Linked DNA regions of Mus musculus: region 1 is linked to region 2. A link is a contact called in public HiChIP or PLAC-seq data. All regions are on one chromosome and are shown on one strand. The core of a region is the stretch at or near the end of the contact, and the rest is flanking DNA. Distances in the headings are between cores, read along the strand shown. Region 1 holds the start of Heatr9 (HEAT repeat containing 9). Region 2 holds the start of Rad51d (RAD51 paralog D).

The links. HiChIP or PLAC-seq counts read pairs in DNA pulled down with a chosen protein or histone mark.
Region 1: a contact with region 2 is called in an H3K4me3 HiChIP or PLAC-seq map of bone marrow-derived macrophages, with 5 times the contacts expected there. The contact joins the promoter of Heatr9 here to the promoter of Rad51d in region 2.

Annotation. Positions count from the first base shown.
Region 1 is chr11:83,518,349-83,525,887 of GRCm38.p6, forward strand. Heatr9 (HEAT repeat containing 9) reads right to left here and starts at 3,751. Exons shown (of 15, transcript NM_001045543.2): 1 at 3,616-3,751; 2 at 2,237-2,286; 3 at 758-942; 4 at 362-488; 5 at 86-142. The coding sequence starts at 3,688. The region is part of intron 2 of Gm32650 (a long non-coding RNA gene); the gene reads left to right. Gm23247 (a small nuclear RNA gene) reads left to right here and starts at 2,808; the gene lies at 2,808-2,914. It overlaps Ccl5 (chemokine (C-C motif) ligand 5), which reads right to left. Exons shown (of 3, transcript NM_013653.3): 3 at 7,430-7,539.
Region 2 is chr11:82,885,911-82,893,375 of GRCm38.p6, forward strand. Rad51d (RAD51 paralog D) reads right to left here and starts at 4,714. Exons shown (of 10, transcript NM_011235.4): 1 at 4,428-4,714; 2 at 4,060-4,121; 3 at 3,782-3,900. The coding sequence starts at 4,509. Fndc8 (fibronectin type III domain containing 8) reads left to right here and starts at 6,235. Exons shown (of 4, transcript NM_030224.1): 1 at 6,235-6,490. The coding sequence starts at 6,285.

The sequences.
Region 1 (7,539 bases), core at 2,501-5,000, 630 kb after region 2:
CTAGCTTGTTTCCCTTTCCATCTCAGTACCGCCCAGGAAGCTGCCCCTCCAATTTACACCCCCCCCCCAAGCCCATGCTCCTCACGTAGGCTGCATAGCACTGTTCATCCTCTTGTGGGGAGTTCAAGCCGTTGGTGAGTTCCTGCTCATCCAGGGTGGGCCAGTTGAATGGAAGAACAAAACCACAGGACTCCAGTAACCATAGACTCCAGTAAACCGATCCCCCATTTCCCTTCCTTCCATTTTTCAGGGAAGGACCCAGGGCTGAAGGGTAAGTAGTGTGAACCCGAGGTAGCAAGTCCAAGGTAAAGTATTCTCAGGAAGGGAGTGCCCGCATTCCTTATCCCACCATGATCCTGACCTTTAACCTTTGCCACTTCAGGGGGTCTTTGGTGGGATCTAACAACCCTGGTCCCTCCTTAGGTTTTAAAGTCAACTTGCTGATAGAGACATGGAGGTTTGGCATTTGGGCACTGTCTTTGAAGTACCTGTGTAAGAAATTGTATAGACAGCCATAGTCCCCTTCCTCCCCTCCTCGGGTTACATCCCTACCTCTGCCACAGAGCCTCAGCAATGAGACCAGAGCAAGACTGATACTCAAAGACTGATACCCACTTGATGGAGTTGCCCATCTAGAATCGCAGGGTCCTCTCTAGCACTGGACTTGTCCCACTCCATTCCAACCCATCCTGACTCTCCCCTCTTTTCCTGGAGGAGTTGGGAAGGTGTGAAGAATACAGAGATGGGCAAAGCACACCTTGGGAAGTTTCTTCTTTTCCAAAACAACGATTTTGACTCCCGTTCCTTGCGTTGCTCATTGAGGGTGCGCCAGTGTGTGAAGAGATCGGGCTTTTTATCTAAGTGGAGGCAAGGCGTTGCGTTTGGCCTGCTTGGATGCACCCTCCAGCACTCTGGACTTGGGGGAAATGCTTCCTTTGGCACCTGGTGGGAAGAGCAAGTGGCAGAAGAGTCAGAGGGCTCCCCCAGGCCATTACTGCAGTGCACGGGCCAGAGAAAGGGTAGCAAAGGTAGGGAAAACAAACATGAGAGATACCAACTTAAGCTTCTCATCTGGGCTGGAAACACAGCTACCATCTCTTCCATTCTATGACTTGGAACAGTTACTCTACCAATGCCTCAGTCTTCCTCTGTAAAATGGGTCTAATGAGTCCTTATTCTTTCCTCTCCCATGCAGTTGTGAAGCTCAAAAAGCACTCAAGATTTTGAAAAGATCTATAAATTGACCTGAATTCACAGCTTAGTTACTTGAGAATCTCAAAGCCTTTGAAAAGTTAAGTGAGCAGTGAGAAGGGCAGGCCTGGGGGAGGCCAAGGCGAAGGAAAAGAGGCTACTACTTATTCAGACAGTAGTGCCTACGGTATGTTGCATAGTTGCATCGGTTTACTGGAGTCTATGTGCCACCACGAATTTCACAGGCTACTTGAGAAAACGGGCTTCCTTCAGACGCTCTCTTAGCTGTGTGACTACTTCAGTGTGTGTGTGCTGCTAAGATTACACACAAGGCCTTTTGCATGTCAGATCTCAAGCCTTTTACTACTTGGTACAGTTCTGACTGTAGCTGAGGGGTTCATGTGCACAGTGGTTTTCTATGGACCTGGCCTGGATTCGGCCAGCTCTCAAATCTTTCTATCTTTACAACACATCTTTTTTTGGCAACAGGGAGCAGTGGGTTTTTGCCAGTAGCTCCCGACTCAGAGACTGATAAGACCCTTATGGGTTTCCCAGTGACTATCAGGACTTCAGTCATGCGATGCTCACTCAAAGAAGTAGGGTTTCTAGATGTAGCAAGGCACTAATAAGAAACTGCAAAAGATGTCAGCTTAAATTTGGGTTTCAGGAATGAATAAAGTATTTAGGACTTTATATATATATATATAATCACATGTACTGTTTATGGGATATTTAAATTTAATTGGTCAGTTTGTGTTTTATCTAGCAACCCCAAGTAAGGATTGCTTCTTTAACAAAAATGACTCCTTTTAGCAGACAATCCACATAGTCCAGGCCTTACAGACTTTGTCTCATTAGAAACTACACAAGGGGGCAGGCAGTGTTGACCTATAATGAGAACTCTGGAGGCTCACTCAGAGAAGGGAAGTAACTTGTCTGAGATCACACAGGTGAGTGTCAGGCTCTGTGAGCTAGCTTGAATTGGGAGGGAGTTTGGTGCTCTTCCTATTTTGACACAGCTCCTAGAGTAACAAAAATCATTTACCTTGTAACAGGACAAGGGCAGGTGAACAGGAGCCATGGCTTTTCTGAATTCTGGCAAGAGAGCAAAGATATGCAGGTGGTACCAGTAAGTAGTTAAAAGTATGAGTTTCAACACCTTGTGAGGCATTCATTTGTTCTGCAGCTAGTAAATACTAGCACCAGGTTTCCCCCCAGGAACTAGGGGAGGGGCATAAAATGAGGCATCATCCTTGCCCTTCAGTGGCAGGTAGTCTTCCTGGTACTGTGCCAGGGAGCCTCTCAGAAATGCTGTCAGGAACATCATGTCAACCAGATCCCCAGGGGCCTCCCATGTAGTTGGAGTTTGGGGAACATGGGACCAGTAGTGTTCCCAACCCTGGTTGCATATAAGTATCATTGGAATGACATTTGAACATGCCTGGGCCCTGTATCAGACTAATTGAGTCAGATTTGTGATAATAGAGCCTAGGCATTTTGGGAAGCTCCCCTGGAGATTCCAGTATTCCGTTAAGGGTGACAACTGTTGGTCTCTCTCATTTTCTCCAATGTGAGTGTGCATTAGGCTGAGAGAGCTTGTTAAAGCCCAGATTCCCGTGCTTGCTTCCGCAGCACATATGCTAAAATTGGCATGACACAGAGAAGATTAGCATGGCCCCTGTGCAAGGATGACACGCAAATTCGTGAAGCATTCCATAGTTTTCAAACAACAAAACAAAACAACCCCCCCAGGTTCCCAGGACTCCCCCCCCCCCAGTATCTGATTCTCTAGGGGATGGGTGGATCTGATCACTCTGGGACATTTTGAAAACTATTGGTTTAGCATTTGAGGCAAATTCTGGTCTGCAGTGATTTACAAAGGGAAACGAATGTGGAGATACACACAAGCAGTATAGCTGAGAGGTACCTTCAAGGCTGGGAATCAGATATTTATGTCCTAGAGATAATACAGACCAAGTCTTGTATAAAAGCAAGAGTTAGCAGGGTAGGGATGCAGAAGCAAGCTGATATATAAGTTTGAGGCCAGCCTGGTTTACAGAGAGTTCTAGGACAGCTAAGGACTAGGGGGTGTTAATCAGGTAAGTCAGGGATAAGAGCAGTGGGCTTAGGGAAGACCTTATGCAAGGAGCTGGAGGTGTAAGGTTTGTATGGAAGGCAAGACACAGGTAAGGGAGAAGCTGGGGGACACACAGGTATCCTGACTTGAGAAAATCCAACATGTCTTCTTTTGGAAAGAAAGACTTACTGAGACCTCAGGGGAGACATCAACTGTCCAAAGGCTTGCCCTGGCCTTTCCCATGGATTTGCTGAACCCAGGGCCTTGTCTGAGATTGGGTCCGGTTTGCTGGCTTTACCTTATCAGGTCCCCACCCCTAGCTTCATTCCTTTCTACCCCATCCTCACTTTTGTTCCGGTTTCGATAGTCCATTGACTTGGGGATTTGAAAAAAATCAGCCTGTTTTTCTTGGCTCTCCATCCTCTTTGGTATAGGTTAGAGGAGAACCAGAGCAGCCAGAAGTTCAGGGACGTGAAGCCAAGAGGGTACAGCTTGAAGAGGCCCTTTCTCTGGTATAAGTGAGACCAGGGAGACACACTCAAGCACTGAGCAACTAGGTTGTCATGGTGAACAGAACACCATTTCCATTGTTGAGTCCCACTGCTGGCCCCTGTTGGCCTCCTGACTCAGCTGCTCACTGAACTTCATTTCCTTCTGCAGCATAATGGTGGAGTCATGTCTGCTCAACTCTAGTAGCTTTGGTGAGGAACACAGTGTTTGTGAACCATCAAGTTCAAGACAACCCATGTGAAGTACAGGGGTTGTTCACAGAATTGGTCATCAGGAAAATGACCGGGACAGGAAAGCCTCTCTTATACGCACATCCTTCATTCTCTGGCAGGAGGCTGTGTGGCAAGGAGCTGCTGTTCAGATCTCTTCTGTTTGCATATACTGTTCCATCTACCTTGTGTCTTTTCCCTTCCTGCCTGCCTGTCAGATTGTCACTCAGATCTTTCATGTCATTTCTGAAGGTTTTCCTTTCCCAAGCTCCCCTCCCCACATGACCCAGTGATGCAATCCCTTTTTTTACTTCACTCCGGTGCCTAGCATGTAGTAGGTCAGCACACAGTAAGAAGCCTACTTTGTGTCTTGTTTTCTTTTTTTTTTTTTTTTTTTTTTTTGTTGCTGCGATTAAAATGTTCTCACAAAGGCAACTTCAGGATGAAAGTGTTATTTGATTTCATAGTTCAGGATACAATCCGCTGTGACAGAAAAGTCACAGCAGCCTGGCCAGTCACAGTGAAACCATAGAACAGTCTCTCTCTCCATTCAGTCCAGAGCCTGGCTCCTGAGATGGTGTTGCCCACATTATAGATAGATCTTCCTACTCCTAATAAGCTTATCAAGGGGCTGGAGAGGTAGCTCAGCAGGTATGATCATCAGGGAAGACCTGTCTTTGGTTCCCAGCACCTACTTGACAGTTCACAATAGTTTGTACCTTCAGTTCTAGGGGATCCAATGCCCTCATTTGACCTGTGTGCACCAAGAACACCTGTGGTACACATGCACGCAGGTAAACGTTCATACAAAGAAAATATATGAATTTTTAAATTCATCTTTAAAAAAAGAAAAAGGGGACTCTCTCCCAGGTATGGCCAGTGGCTTAGTTCATTCTAGATCCATTCAGTCTTGATAACCGAAGACTAACCATGACACTACATGTCAAGAAAATATGGACCAATGGGGCTAGAGATGTGGCTTACTGGCTAAGAACACTTGTTGCTCTTGCAGAAGACCTGAGTTCTGTTCCCAGCACCCACATGGCTGGCAACTATCGATTACCTCAGTTACAAGGAATCCACAGGAACACGTGTGGTGCGCATACATGTAAGCTTGCAAAGCATTAATACATGTAAAGAAGAATAAAGAAATCTAAAAAAAAAAACACCCTAAAAATATGTATCACTGGCTTGATCCTTATTTAATCAGACTTGATATAAATAAACTGACATGAGTGCTTTTATGTGCCGCACAGAGAAAGATAACATTCTCAAGTGGGAGTCCTACCAGAATTACTCAATCTGAGTCCAATTGAAAGGAAATAAGAAACCTAAATGATAAGTATGCTACAAAAATATAAACTAAACAATTTCAGTGCCCTTAAGGATGACAAAAGATAATGTTGTTTAGCCAGGTGATGTAGCAGACACTTATAATCCCATCCTGAAAGTTCAAGGCCAGTCTGGGCTATCTACTGACGTCCTGCTTCAATAAACGAAATGAATGGCTAGGCACGGTGGGTCAGCCATGTAGGCTCAGCACTGGAGATGGAGGGGATTATCTTAAGGTCCAGGCCACCCTAGTCTACATAGGGAGTTCCAGGCAGCTTAGGCTACATAGGAAGCTCCCTGCTCCCCCCCCCCCTCAGAAAACAAAAGGCAAAGAATGTGTTAACACTAAAAAGGCCAGTTGTAGTAGTGCACACCTTCAATCCCAGCACTCAGGAGGCAGAGGCAGGTGGGTGTGCCTCTCTCTCTCTCTCTCTCTCTCTCTCTCTCTCTCTCTCTCTCTCATGAACACACACACATACACACACACACACACACACACACACACACACACAGAGAGAGAGAGAGAAAAATGTGCTAACACTGAAAAGGCCAGTTGTGGCAGTCCATGCCTTTAATCCCAGCACTCAAGAGGCAGAGGCAGGTGGATTCCTGAGAGTTCCAGACCACCCTGATTTACATAGCCCATTCTAAGACAGCCCTGGCTTCACAAAGAGATGCTGTTTGTTTGCTTTTTTTTTTTTTGTTAGTTCTGTTTTCTTTTTTTAAATAACACCAAAATGACATTCCACTTAATTCAGTGTTTCTACTGAATCAGATTCTTAATAAAAAACATTCATAGAGGGCATTATTGGGCCAGTGGGGATGTGACAATGTATATTTGACAATTGTTTCTTAGAAAATAATAGTGTCCTTGTTTCCTGTTTCTCACTTTGTGGTTATGTAGAATGTTCTTGTCATTGGTAGACAATACTGAAACCTTTACTGGTGTAGTGGTATTGTACATCCAGTTTCAGATGGCTCAGAAAAAAGGTATATGCCAGAGGGAAGGGGAGGGTATTTTGAATAAGTTTAAAAAGTTGAGAATTGCCGGGCAGTGGTGGTGCATGCCTTTAATCCCAGCACTCGGGAGGCAGAGGCAGGTGGATTTCTGAGTTCGAGGCCAGCCTGGTCTACAGAGTGAGTTCCAGGACAGCCAGGGCTATACAGAGAGACACTGTCTTGAAACCACCCCCTTCAAAAAAAAAAAAAAAAAAAAAAACCAAAACAACAAAAACAAAAAACAAATAAAAAGTTGAGAATTGAAGATGGCAAGACATAGAAATTTGAATTAGATTTAGTGGGTTTTAAAACTTAACTTTAAACTTGTTTTTCTTTTGTTTTTGGTTTTTTTTTTTTTTTTTTTTTTTTGGTTTTTCGAGACAGGGTTTCTCTGTGTAGCCCTGGCTGTCCTGGAACTTACTTTGTAGACCAGGCTGGCCTCAAACTCAGAAATCCGCCTGCCTCTGCCTCCCGAGTGTTGGGATTAAAGGCATGCACCACCACACCCGGCTTTGTTTTTCTTTTGTTGTGGGGATTTGGACAAATAATTTCAATCTACCTAGAATTTTTCCTGACTGTTGGGCTGGTGAGATTGTTCAGTGAGCAGAGATTTTGCTGTGCAAGCCTCCTACCTGAGTTGTGTTCAACTAATAGTGCTTACAGCTATGGCTGGTATTTGTAACATTCACCTGAAGGGGCACAGGTGGTAGAAAGGTGGAGCACCCTCTCTTCAAAGGTGCTGGTACAGTTGGAACAGTTATCGGCCTCTGAAATTGTCCTGAAGCCACTATGGGTAATGATAGTGTTAAAGGAGCCCACTGGAGGTAAGGTATAGGACAGGCTAAGGTAGAAGGGTCAATTAAAGCCTGCAGAAGCAAGGAGGTCCAGATAAATCCTTGGAGACTTACAGGTAGACTTACATCATGGTGCTTAGACTTCAACCCTAGTGGGTAAACCACTGGTTATTTTACCTGCGTTGCCTGTCTATGCTAACGACACAGGCCACACCTCCTAAACCTGGTGTTGATACCAGGTATGTGCCGGGATATCTGCATGCTTAATACTTGTGGGCAAGAGGGTTTCTTAGGAAGAAGTCACACTAGGAGCCAGCTTTGTCCTTGCATCTGAAATTTTAATGAAATGCTGATTTCTTGGGTTTGCTGTGCAGAGCCTCGGAGCAGCTGAGATGCCCATTTTCCCAGGACCGAGTGGGAGTAGGGG
Region 2 (7,465 bases), core at 3,464-5,963:
ACAGAGGACCAGAGTTCAATTCTCAGCACCCATATTGCAGTTTATAACCATCTGTAACTCCAGTTATTGGGATGTGTGTGTGTGTGTCTGATACCCTCTTTTGACTTTCAAGGACACTAGGAATGAATGTGGTACACAGATATACATATAACCAAAATACTCATACACATGAAAATGAAAAATATAAAATAAACAAAGTGGATGGTCCCTAAGGTATAACATCTGTTGCCCTCTGGCATCCATGTGTACAGGCACACAAACCAATACACATGCACACAAATGAGAGAAAGACAGAGAGACAGACAGACAGACAGACAGGGAAAGAGCGAGGTCTGGGTGATTTGGGTGCATGCTCAAGCTGGAGAATCAATTCTGCCTGCACAGTACTAGGTCTTTCTGGGTTTGGGTTTTTGTTTTGTTTTGTTTTCTTTCCCTCTCTTTTCTTTTTTTTTTTGTGACATGGGGTCTTAACTCAAGCTAACCTTGAATTCCTGGCATCAGATGATCTTCCTATCTTAGCAACTGGAACTAGGCACACACTCCATGCACCCAGCTTCCAGGGGCGTTTGTTTTTTAAAAGTACCCTCTATCAGCAATTGTCTGGAGTCACCAGGAGCATCAAAAACTATCAAGAGGCTGTTTGTATTCCTTCCTTGGTGATTCCAATCTGCAGACAAATTTGAGAAACATTGTCCTTGATTGATTAAATAAAAGTTCTATCAGGGGCTGGAGAGATGGCTCAGGAGTTAAGAGTACTGGCTGCTCTTCCAAAGGTCCTGAGTTCATTCCCAGCAACCACATGGTAGCTCACAGTCATCTATAATGAGATCTGGTGCCCTCTTCTGGCTTGCAGGCATACATGCAGGCAGAACAATGTATACATAAATAACATTAAAAAAAAAAGTTCTATCAGCAGGACCCAAGAGTGAGTATTTCTTTTTTTACACTTAGCAGATGGTCATAGGAAAAGTGAATCGCTGGTTTTGACTCCAGTTAAGACCCCATCACATGATAGGTTATGGTGGCGCACGCCTTTAATCCCAGCACTCAGGAGGCAGAGGCAGGTGGATCTCTTTAAGCTTGAGGCCAGCTTGGTCTACAAAGTGAGTTCCAGGACAGCCAGGACTACACAGAGATACCCTGCCTTTAAAAAACAAAAACAAACAGAGAACCCACTGGGGGGGGGGGGGCTGCTGGAGACTGCTCAGCAGCTAAGGCTACTTTCTACTCTTTTTTTTTTTTTTTTTTAACTTGGTTTTTTCAAGACAGTGTTTCTCTGTATAGCCCTGGCTGTCCTGGAACTCACTCTGTAGACCAGGCTAGCCTCGAACTCAGAAATCCACCTGCCTCTGCCTCCCGAGTGCTGGGATTAAAGGCGTGTGCCACCACACCCGGCTTTACTTTCTACTCTTGAAGACTTCAGTTTGGTTCCTAGTTAGGCCTTGAACTCACAGAAATCTACCTTCCTCTGCCTCCGGAGTGCTGGGACTAAAGGCATGCCCCATCATGCCCGGCTTTAAAAAAGAAAGAGAGAGAGAGAGAGAGAGAGAGAGAGAGAGAGAGAGAAAAGGAAAAGGAAAAGGAAAAGGAAAAAAAAAAACAACCACATTCCGAGGCCCCACCTCCATAATCTGCCTCCCAAACAACTTTCATTTGCATTTCCATCCCTGACTCCTCCTACTGCTTCTGGAGCAGGGCTCCCTACCACGGCCAGGACACCCCCTGTTACCTCTGAGCATATCAATATGCAGAAGGACTCCAACCAGGACTGCCTAGGGGGCAGAGGTTTCTGGGATTTCTCCCCACCTTTCCCATGGAACCTCCCATCAGTTATTCTGTATTCAGTCACTCATACAGACACCTTGCCTCATGTTTCCTGCAAACCTTCTTCCAACAGAGATAACCGACAACAAAAGCTCTGGCTTGCAAGGCATAACTGATCCCTCCATCTACAGCGGTGTCTGCCCTGCAAAGATTTACGCTGCACCTCAGCACGCCAAGAAGGCCCACAGCAAAGGACCCTGTTTAACAGGTTTAATGCATGCTAATCACAAGTTTCACTAACCTTGCCTATAGCCTTACCTTCCCGGTTTCAAAGTTACATCCACTAGGTAGGCACAGCACACTGGAGGGAAATCTAAAACCATCTTTTTTTCCTTAAGATTTTTACGTAGGTATATGAGTACACTGTTGCTGTCTTCAGACACACCAGAAGAGGGCATCAGATCTCATTACAGATGGTTGTGAGCCACCATGTGGTTGCTGGGAATTGAACTCAGGACCTCTGGAAGGGCAGTCAGTGCTCTTAACCACTAGGCCAACTCTTCAGCCCAGCAAACCACCACCTTTGACTCTTCAAATTTACACCTGATCTCACAGTAAGTCTCTCTTCTCACATCTCTCCTTCAACATGTCTTCCGTGGTCACAAACCCTGGTTCAGACTTACACAACCCAAACCAGCAACACAAGATCCCTGTTTGGCCTCTCCTGGCTGGCTGGCCCGTCTGTCCTGCACAGCTATGCCCCATAGCCTACAAATGCTTTCACAGTGGCCTCTCACCTCCAAGTATACCTCGGAACAGTCAGCTGGAATTAAGTTAAAATCCTGAGCCCCACTCCTCCAGAGAGCATCTGCATGTGTCTGGCACCCAGTAGGCACTCAGCCAATGTTTGATGGATTACAAACACAGACCCCCAACCAGCGAGAGCAAGCACCAGACTGTGCGGACCTTGCCAAGAGAATGTGTTATGGAAACAGCAAGGGCCAGACCGATCCAAAGACCTCTGTGATGGCCGTGTTATTCATCAAGCTCCGCACAAATAGGCCGGGAGAGAGGTCAGACTCGCTTGGCCAGAAAATGCTAGCTGTCTTCCAATTCTTTCCCAACCCGAACAACAGGGCACAATGTAACTGCTCTTTTTGGAGTATGCCCGTTCCCCTCTGCTGCCTCAGATGGCAGAGACAACAGGTTCTGGATCAGATAACCCCGGGCTCACCTCTGCTGGCCCCTTTCTTAGGCTAACCACAAGGGAGGTCAATAACTTCTAACATCCATAACCTCGGGCAGCAGTTCTCAACCAGGGGTCACAACACAAGCCCTCCGACGACTGCACAACCCTTTCACAGGGGTGGCAGATCCGACTATATTGCTTTTAGAGATTTACACTATGATTTACAACAGTAGCAAAATTACAGTTATGAAGTAGCAAAGCAGTAATTTTATGGTTGGGGGGGGTCATCACAACAGGAGGAATTGTATTATAGGGTCACAGCACTGGGAAGGTTGAAAACCACTGGCCTATGTCAGCGCAAAAGTGCAGACTCCCGGGACCCCAATCCTTCCCCGGGTCTCACTTGCTACTTGCTTTATTTTGACGTATGGTGGACTCTACTAAACAATGGGGGTATTAACGACATCTTATGTTATAGGACAGTGGCTCTTCACTGGGAAAAGTTAGCTTGTTGGAGATACTGAGTCATTTTTTGATTATTAAAACTGGGGGCATCTTGGCATCTGGTGGGTAGAGAAGGACCAGGGATGCTGTTAAACGACTCTCAACGCACAGGATATCTCTATCTCAGGAAATAACGACTTGCCTCCCCCCCCCCCCCCCCCATCAATTGTGTTGAGGCTAAGAAACCCTACAGTTTTACTCTAGGGAAAAACACTCAGGAGTCCACACGCCTGCAGTTCCTCTACCGCTCTGGACTGCCCTCACCAGCCCCGTCCTCTGAAGCCTCAGTCTCTGCTTTCACCTTGTCCAGGTTCGCATACAAACCTTCCGATGCCGGTGGACAGGATGGCCGTGGAAGTCTTCAGTTCCTCATAGAGATCTGCGCCATTTAAGGGGAAAGCCGAGAACTGCGCCAGCAACACCCTCCTCAGGGCAACGAGGGCCTGCCAATAGGGCGGACACTCAGGCTCCAGGCCCGCCAGATTGCCCCCTCAGAGCAGCGCCCCCCCCCCCCCCCATCTATCCCAAGGAACTCTGATCCTGCAGCGTGGGGGCGCAGCTGGAAGAGGGGTTGGAATGGAGCTTGCAGATCGCGAGCTCACCTTGTAGGACAAGCCACACTTCTGGGCTACTTCCTCCAAGTCAGCAGCTGCCAGGTCTGCCACTGGAAAGAGAGCAGGTGCAGGTGATTGGCAGCAGGAATGGCTTAGCCTTGCCACATTTGCCTTTTGCTCTGTTGTCAAACGGGATTAAGGTCTTATTCTACTACCTATCTCGAGCACGCAGGCCCTGATGCAGGACCGACCCCGCAAAGGGCCCAGCACTCAGTAAAATCCTCTGCCTCGGCTCCTGCGAACCCAGCTTCCTCAGAAAGTCAGAGGAAGAGTGCGGCCATCCTGTTAGAGCAAAAGGCCCCGTATGTGTACCACGACCACGGTGCCGACCCCCGGGGTAGTGCCCATGAGGTCACCTGTTTTTATCTTTCGGCCTCTGAGAAGCTGGACGGTCTCCTCGGTGAGGCCCGGGCACAGCCCTGCCCTGAGCATGCCCATAGTCCCTACAAACCCAGGATGCCCTGGGGGCTCTCTGTCACTTGGGCGCTCGCCGAGTCCCCCACTCTGGGCATTCCTCAGTTCTACTTAGGGAAAAGGTCCTGGCGTGCCAGCGCGGGACGAAGGGGCGGGAAGAGGATGCAAGTCGAGGTGAGGGACACTAACCCTTCCCAACTCGCAAGACTCTAGGCGCCCTAGGCCCGCCCCCTCCGGCCGACGCTTCCGGGTTCCGGGACTGGAGCGTCTTTTGTAGGCCAGGCCTGCAGCGCCATCTGCTGACCATGAGGGCAAACACAGAGGCTTTGCGACTCGCGCCAGCCACCTGCAAGCACACCTAGAGCTTACATACATGCACAGAGACACAAGCACACACACCGACACACACACACACACACACACACACACACACACACACACACACACACACACACACACACACACACACACACACACACACACATTTTGTGTGTCCAGCGAGTCTTCCAACGAGTCTCTTGTGTATACCAGCCTCTATTTGCAAAGCTAGGGGACACTCACTCTACCTAACTCAATATTTACAGAGTGAAGCATCCCTGACTTCTAGTAGCATTCTTGTTAGGAAGACAATGAAAGTGGATCAATTCAGATCATTACAGATTGTATGATCAAGCTGAGATCCAGCGAAGTTCACAGAGAGTACCTGTGTCCCTATATTTTCCAAATTTATCAAGTTCTATCTTACGTATATAGATGTTTTGCCTGCATGGATGTCTATGCAATCCTGGCATGCCTGGTACCCAAGGCAGCCAGAGAGAGGGTCAGATCCCTTGGACTGGAGTTACAGATGGTTAAGAGCCACCATGTGGGTACTGGTCTTCTGGGAGAGCAGTCAGTGCTCTTAACCACTTAGCCATTTGTCTAGCCCAACATTTTCCAGAGGTTTTAATGGAAGTAGGGAAATGCTTGAGTATATAAAATACTATTTTGATTTTTTTAACCACATCTAGTGGAAGAAATAAAGCAGTTTTACAAAACCCACGAGTGAGGTTCTATTTCTGCCTGTATTTTGTAGTTGAAGGAATTTGGGCTCAGTAAGATTGTTATTCTTTGATTTATACAGATAGGAAGCACAGAACTGAATCTCCAGTCCATATCCAGCTGCAGGGCTCATTTTTAGAAATATCTCCTCATGTTCACCATTGTCTCTCAATCTTTCAAGGTGTTTGGAATCCTGGCCCTGAAACCAGCTACTCTGTGAGCTACAACCCACAGTAAGCTTTCACTGTGCCTGCGTTACTGGCTATGGTGGGATTTGCTGCTTAGATCCCAGGATAGAGAGCCTTAGAAGTATCAGTAGGCAAAGGCCTTCTCTTCAAAGTCTGGTTGGCTCAGGCCAAGTGGTGTTCTCTGTGCCACTAGCCTGCTACCCCTTCCTGGACAGCTCTAAAGAGGCACAGGCAATTAAGCCTTTTGAAGTCCTCAGAAGAGGACCGAGTAGTTGTGACCACAAACGTGACCTAGAGAGGGTCATGTGTGCTGGAAGGGGCCATCAAGTTTCTTTCTTGGCTCAAGCCCACCCCTAACCCAGGCGTTTGGTCTGTCCAGCTGCACAGCAAACTTCCTATCAAGGGGAGGCTGGCCCCCCGATTGTTACACTCTGTGATGATTGTGAAGTCAGAGCACTGCAAACCTTCTCACCCAAATGAAGGGTGAGACCTTTGCCTCAGTTTTTCTCTGCTTCCTGCCAGCTGGTTGTCCTGGAGGGTGGTGGCAACCCTGCGCCCCACCCACACCAGATGGCGACGGTATTCTGTAAAGTGGGGGGTGGAGAGGAGGCTGTACCGAAGAAGGAAGCCCTCAATGTTATCAATGTGATTGACCAACTGCCAAAGCCCTGTCCAAATCCTAAGTTTATTAACCGGTCCATGGCTACCAAAGGCCTCCTGCTCCCGTCAAGACGCAGCTTGGCCAGCTTCTCAGAGGAAGAAAACACCGATGTCATGTAAGACACGATTTGGGGTCCTCATTTCTAAGGCTGGAGAAGCTTTGCAGCCCACTGTGGTGGGTCCTTCAGGGAAGAACATATCAGGAGGTTCCCCATGCACCCGCCCTGAGCCCCACATCAGTTTTGAGAGGATGTGGGTTCCCCATTCTAGCTGACCTTCCTGGACTAGCCAGGGGGTGCTTCCTATTCTGCTTGCCACTCTCTGCTACCCCTGTCTTCTCTCCCTCATTTCTCTCACTTTAATGCCCCACCTGCCTTCCAGCTGAGGTTCACTGGTCTGCTAAGTCAGTCTGAATTTTCTCTGCTTCATACCACAAAACTCTCTGCTTCCTGGTGAGAAATATGACCCAGCATCAAGTTGGGGGATGCAGAGGTGGGAAACATGGTCCCTGCCTCCAAAAAAAATGTCACGCCTGGTGCCAGTGGTGTCAGAGGTGGGGGGCATCAGACAATAAAGGAGATACAGTACAGCCTGGTAAATGCCGTCACAGGGCAGCTTGAGAAACCAAGGGCTTGGGATAGCTTGGGATATGGTGCAAAAAAGGGAGACTTCTTAGAGGAAGATTTCCAGGGAAACGGTGTGCAGGGTGACTACTGAGGAAATAGTACAATCTCATTGAAGTGACCCGTGAGTGGGCCCTGGGCTTAATCTAATGTTCTGTTAGCACTGTCTTGAGCTACTATGTGGATGCTGGGAATTGAACTCTGTCTTCTACAAGAACAGCCAGTGCGTGCTCTTAACCACTGAGTCATCTCTCCAGCCCCAGACATGAAATCTTTTTTTGTTTGTTTGTTTGTTTGTTTTCGAGACAGGGTTTCTCTGTGTAGCCCTGGCTGTCCTGGAACTCACTCTGTAGACCAGGATGGTCTCAAACTCAGAAATCTGCTTGTCTCTGTCTCCCAAGTGCTGGGATTAAAGGTGTGTGCCACCACCGCCCATCGAAATCTTTTATAATTGCTTTTTTTTTTTTT